Linked DNA regions of Sus scrofa: region 1 is linked to region 2. The links are chromatin contacts, called in public Hi-C maps. All regions are on one chromosome and are shown on one strand. The core of a region is the stretch at or near the end of the contact, and the rest is flanking DNA. Distances in the headings are between cores, read along the strand shown.

What was found. A called contact is a pair of places that touch in the nucleus more often than the background predicts.
Region 1: a contact with region 2 is called in a Hi-C map of liver, with 1.9 times the contacts expected there. A contact is called at or near these places in 1 of 5 promoter capture datasets (liver), 4 of 47 Hi-C or Micro-C datasets (epiblast stem cells, fetal skeletal muscle and liver) and 1 of 2 datasets of targeted methods (skeletal muscle).

Annotation. Positions count from the first base shown.
Region 1 is chr4:79,314,829-79,317,787 of Sscrofa11.1, forward strand. No RefSeq gene overlaps it. Among named protein-coding and RNA genes, the nearest start is that of SNAI2, 51 kb to the left of the region's middle.
Region 2 is chr4:79,263,590-79,266,412 of Sscrofa11.1, forward strand. It overlaps SNAI2 (zinc finger protein SNAI2), which reads left to right and starts at 1,291. Exons shown (of 3, transcript XM_005663090.3): 1 at 1,291-1,477; 2 at 2,190-2,735. The coding sequence starts at 1,399.

The DNA of each region.
Region 1 (2,959 bases), core at 308-2,807, 52 kb after region 2:
CCTGCGGCAAGTCACTCCCGCTGCTCTTTAAATGAGAGGAATTAAGAATCATTTGGCCACGTTCCCAGATGGGAACCTGTGTCAGGGCATCTTTAAAAGCCCGTGTTGGGACTGGTGCCACGACCTGCAAACACGTCTGGCGGTCAGTTCAGGCCCTTTCTTGTCATATTGGAGGTTAATTACCTGGAGGAGGGCAGGTGGACAGACTGCTTCTCCCCAGGATGCCTCCAAGGACAGGGCTGGGAAAACGTGAGGTCTGGACCCGGGCTCGTAGAAGAAGGGCAGCAAGGAGAAGCTGCTGCACATACGGGGGCGCAGGGGGCGGGGGGGGCTACCTCCTCAACTGCGGGATGCGAGCAATCACTAGGTTAGCACACTGTCAGGAATCCCCCCTAGGCCTCCAAACATGAGAGTGCCACGAGCGAGGCCAGAATTCCTCTGTAATTAGTGGAAGTCTACGTTTCCTGGAACAGCATGGCTTCAAGAATGTTGGGAAAAGATCACCTGTTTCTAGTAGTTTTGAATTGTGTGTGCAAAATGCCTCCAACTGCAAAATAGAGAGGAGTCCTCCAGACTCTTGTTGTCTGTGGTCTCTACGTGTCCACAGAGCATTGTGTGTGTTCAGTTCAGAACGTCCCACATTCCGTGTAAGGGGCATAGGCGCCTAGCCTGCAGTCCTCAGGTAAAGGGCTTTTGGGAGGAACAAAATGAAGGCCCCTCCAAGACCACAGCACCCTGAAGAATTAGCAGAAGGCAGCTATCATCCATGTGCCATCTTCAGGGCAAAGCCCTGTGTTATTCTGAAGTGGAATATTCCATTTCCGAAAAACTAAGATTCCTGGAGTTAAAGCCACAATCTGCGGTTTCCTATCTCAGTGTGAAAACAAAAGTGGGGGCTGAGAGGCCTGCCCGCCCCTTGGCTCACGTCGGTGCCCCGACAGCCAGGCCCCCGCTGACCTGCCCTGCATACCCATTCCTGCCAGCAGGGAAACTACGTTCTGTGCCCTGAGACTGTCATGCGGTCTGCGGTCAAAGCCGTGTCGAAGGTCCCCGCAGACATCGGCACAGGAGGTCACCGGAGGTGCTAAGGCTTGAGGAGGTGCAAGTGGGTTCCAGAGAGTGACACTGTCCAGAGGAGCCCCCCCTGTGCTGGGGAGTGTCTGAGCACCCAGAACATCAGGCAACACTTGGACCACATGCTAACCTTTCTGATAGAAAATCTAGTAGAAAAAAGATAAGCAGTCTCTTTGAATATGATGGGGTCAAATCCAAAGGTATTATTATTATTACAAGAATTAGGATTGAATTATAATCTTTGTGCAGAATTTTCGATAGTTTCAAAATGCGGAGGTGGTGAAGGTTTCCGTGACTCCTGGTTTAACTGTTCAGACTTTTTAAGAGAGAAGTAATACCTTCGTGGGGAGGAGGGGCGGGCAGGGAGCCATTGTCATTTCCATAGAAACCAAGGTTTCGTTTTCAAGAGTGGGATCCAGCCCAGCAAACAGCCGGAGGAGAAAGGTCTGCCTGTAAACAAGCATGTTTGAAGCCAGGGCTTTTCCCAGCAGGATGAGATCTGGAGCCTGGATCAGTGTCCCATCTGCCCACAGCCAGCCTCAGGCCTCCCCAACCCCTCATGTGGGGGCTCCTGCTGCCACATGAATCAGGAGGGTGGTATCTGGCCTCCAGGTACCAGTGCCTGAGCTGGGGGGTCTGACACGAGTGAGCTGGGAGTGAGGAGCCCTGAGACCTGATGACCTCCAACCCAGGCCACGTGCAAAGGAGCAAACTGGGGCATGACAGCCGCTGGACCAGCTCCTGCTCTGTCCCTCCCCCAGAGCGAGGCCAGTGTGCCACCTTGAGCCTGATGTCCCCAGGTGGGGGTCAGAGGCTCTGACCTCACAGCCACCGCTGACCCTGAAGGTGGCTGACCAGACCCAGGTTAAAATACAGCCAGCTGTTCTGCCTGGATGGCACAGAGCACTGGGCCTTAATGCTTGTTTAAGAGCCACTCTGTTTTATGTGGCACATTCTTGGCCCTAAGAAGGAGGCGTGGCGAGCCCTGCACAGGGTTGTCTCTGAGGCTGCCCTACAGCCCAAGAGTGACTCCCAGCAGCTGCTCCCTCACTGTGGGGCCACCTCCCATGTCCCATGGCCCTCTTCCAACCAGGCCTGGGGGCTACGGACCCCGACAGCCCCATCCGTGGAGGCCTCCTCCCCCTGCCCAGTGTGACATCCAGGCCAGACCCCCTCAGCCATCCGGGATGGTGTCTGCAGCAGAAGGAGCGCTGGGGCAGGGCAGGGGTTCTCTACTGGACTCAGGGTCTTGGTGGAGGCACCTGCCAGCCTGTCCCGGCACAGAGGGGGCTCTGCCCCTCCCCCATCCAGCCTGGCCTCACAAGGTCAGGACTGGATGGTAGGAGGGGTGTAAGCTCGCAGCTGGGGATACTCCTGAGTCATAATAGACTAATATCTAAAGGCTTCTGGGGACACAAGAATAAATAAATCCCAATTTCTGCCTTTGGAAAGTTATAATATAAATGAGGAAATAAGCAAGTAAACAGGAAATTAATTACAAGAGTGAAGTCACTGCCATGACGGAGGGGGGCGTGACAGATATGGGCCCCCAGTAAGAGACGACCCATCAGCAGGGCTCAGGACAGCCACGGGCGGGAAAGCCTTGAGAAACAGCACCTCCCCAACCTGGAAGGTCAGGAAAGGCTCCTCTGGATAGGTCACGCCCAACTCTGTGAAGGTGAGTTGCAATCAGCCAGGGAGAAAAGGTGACAAGGACACCAATAGGCAGAGGAAACAGAATCAACAGGCAGGGGGCACAGGATAGGGGGCTCCAGGCAGAGAGCCGCTGGCCTAGAGTTGCTCTCAGGAGAAGCAAGGGTTGGGGCAGAGGATGGACTGAGGGGCTAAAAGCTGCTGGGTGGAGGCCCCGTGGTGCCACAGTTAC
Region 2 (2,823 bases), core at 41-2,540:
AGGGGATCTCTGAAATTAGCTCAGGCAGCCTGAGCCCCGCCCTCCCCTGCACACTCCGGCCTCCCCCCAAGATTAAGAAGTTATGCAGCCTGACATGCACCTTCCTCTTACAAGTCTTGACTTCACACTGTTATTTTTCACCTTTTTCCTCCCAGCACCTGTTCCAATCAAGGGTAGCGTGGTCTGATTGCAAATGTGTTCTTTCCTTAGTCTTTAAGCCAAAGGTAGGGAGAATAATCTAGAAGGGACGGAAGTGCTTGTAAATATGGATATAATTTCACTTTTCAAATGAGCCACTTTAGGGTATTTTTAGATTAAATACCATACACACAACCAAAGTATTTTTGCTGATTGCTAGACTAGCTTAAAAGTTTAACCAAGCAGTGCTCAGGATGGCACCCTTTCTTTAAAAACACAATGCAGGGGAGGGGCAGAAACACATGAATTTTGACGACGTTATACCCAAGAAAAGAGCATGGTCTAAAAGCATATACATTTTTGAAATAATTGTCTCTCAAGGCCCCTTCACACTTTTTTTCCATAAAATTACATGGCGATGCCTGAAAAGATGCAAATGCCTTTGTGGGGAACCCTTCCCGTTCCAAAGGACATTAACCCATCCTTCGCTTTCATCCGTACGGTGCCCGGTCTCGCAGGCAGCCGGTCTTTCGGGGGCTACAAAGCGCTTCTTTCAAGCCTCACGGCTAATGTGGTGACACGCCTGCTTCATTTCCCCAGGCGCCGCCTCTGGCTCTGCCCCGGGCCTCCTGGACTCGAAGCGCGTCCCCAGCGAGAGGCGGGTGGTTCGCTAGCCGCGGGGAGTCCCCTGCGGGCCCGCCCCTCACTCACTGGGGCTTTGTCTTTGCCGCTACCTTTCTTGTCAAAAGCCGGGAGTGAACTGTTCCGTCCCTGAGCGAGCAGAACCTCTCCAAAGCCCAGAGGCTGGCCTGGGACCCGCGGGCCCCCTGCCTTTCCCAGCAAGCGCCAGAGCCCACAGCTGGAAGCCAGGCCAGGTTCAGCCGGATCCAGCTCGCCGAGAGCGCGAAGGGCCGACGAGCTGAAGAAGGAAAATTACCTCTTCTTGAAAATACTTAAGCACTTTTTTCCTCTCCACTGAAAGCCGGAGAACAGCCCATTTTGAACCAAAATAATTTAGTCTGACAACAGATTCTTCCTCTGTTCACAGCTGTCCCAGAGGGAGGAGCTGAAATCCGAACCTCTCGGCTGTGATTGGACCCTTCTTGCAAAAGGCAGGAAAAAAAGGCCTCCCCGCCACCGCGGGCTCAGTCCGCGAAGAGCCTGCGACCTGGCGGCGCCGCGCGCGCACCTGCCGGGGCCGCGATGCTGTAGGACTGCGCGCCCCGCGCCCCGCGCCCGGCGCCCCGCGCAGCCGGCAGGATGCCGCGCTCCTTCCTGGTCAAGAAGCATTTCAACGCCTCCAAGAAGCCCAACTACAGCGAGCTGGACACACACACAGGTAAAAGGGGGGCTCTATATTGCAACTCAGTCTGTCTATCAAGAGGTAAATAGCAGTGTGAGCTGCAGCTCAACTTCTACAAAAGTTAGAGGCGGAGCTGTTTTCCTCTAAACAGCGTCCCTCCTGAAAGAGCGGCCGTTCCTTTGATCATCTGGGCTAAGTTTTAATTCAAACTTTTCACTGGCCAGGAAAACTCCATTCGGCTCTTGCAACGTCACTTTCTGAAGCGTGTGCATACTTGCATAATGAGTACGCGGAGGATGAGTAAGGCCACGCGTAAATGTTGAATTACTGCTTTTTTTTTCATGTCATAAGGCTCCTTTCCTTTAGAAAGCAGCTGGATTTACGCCTGTCTTTGTACTCACAGTCATAAACCCTGCAAACAGCCCACGCGTAAAATGGAAGGGAACTTCTCTGCAGCTTTCGAGGTAGTGGATAGGCTTTCCCCTCGCTGGGGACCGCGGAGGCCCTAGCTGGGCGGGGCTGGGCTGCGCTCGCTGACCGCCGAGCCGCTGCAGCCCCGCGACGCTCCGTGTGCGCCCCAAGTACAGTGACCGCGCGAGTAGCAAGGGTGGGAAGAAATGTCCTACCAACGCCTGCGAGTTCCTCCTGCGCGCGTCCTCTCGTCCGTTTGCGTTGCCAAGCAGCTTCGTGGTGGGTTTTCATAGGTTTCTCTCCGCCTCACTCTTCCTTCCCCTCTTGTCTTCCCCAGTGATCGTTTCCCCGTACCTCTATGAGAGTTACCCAATGCCTGTCATTCCACAACCGGAGATCCTCAGCTCGCGAGCCTACAGCCCCATTGCGGTGTGGACCAGCGCGGCTCCGTTCCACGCCCCGCTGCCCAACGGCCTCTCCCCCCTGTCCGGATACCCCCCACCCTTGGGGCGTGTGAGCCCCCCTCCTCCATCCGACACCTCATCCAAGGACCACAGCGGCTCCGAAAGTCCCGTTAGCGACGAAGAGGAAAGACTCCAGTCCAAGCTTTCCGACCCCCACGCCATCGAAGCCGAGAAGTTTCAGTGCAATTTATGCAGTAAAACCTATTCGACCTTCTCAGGGCTGGGCAAGCACAAGCAGCTGCACTGTGACGCCCAGTCTAGGAAGTCCTTCAGCTGTAAGTACTGCGACAAGGAGTACGTGAGCCTGGGCGCCCTGAAGATGCACATTCGGACCCACACCCTACCTTGTGTCTGCAAGATCTGTGGCAAGGCCTTCTCCAGACCCTGGCTGCTTCAAGGACACATCAGAACGCACACTGGTAAGAGGGAAGGCAGGCAGGCCGTCACCAGCCGACAGGAGGAAGCCCTGGGCTGACTGTCGGATTTGCCTTAAGTGGTGACACAGTG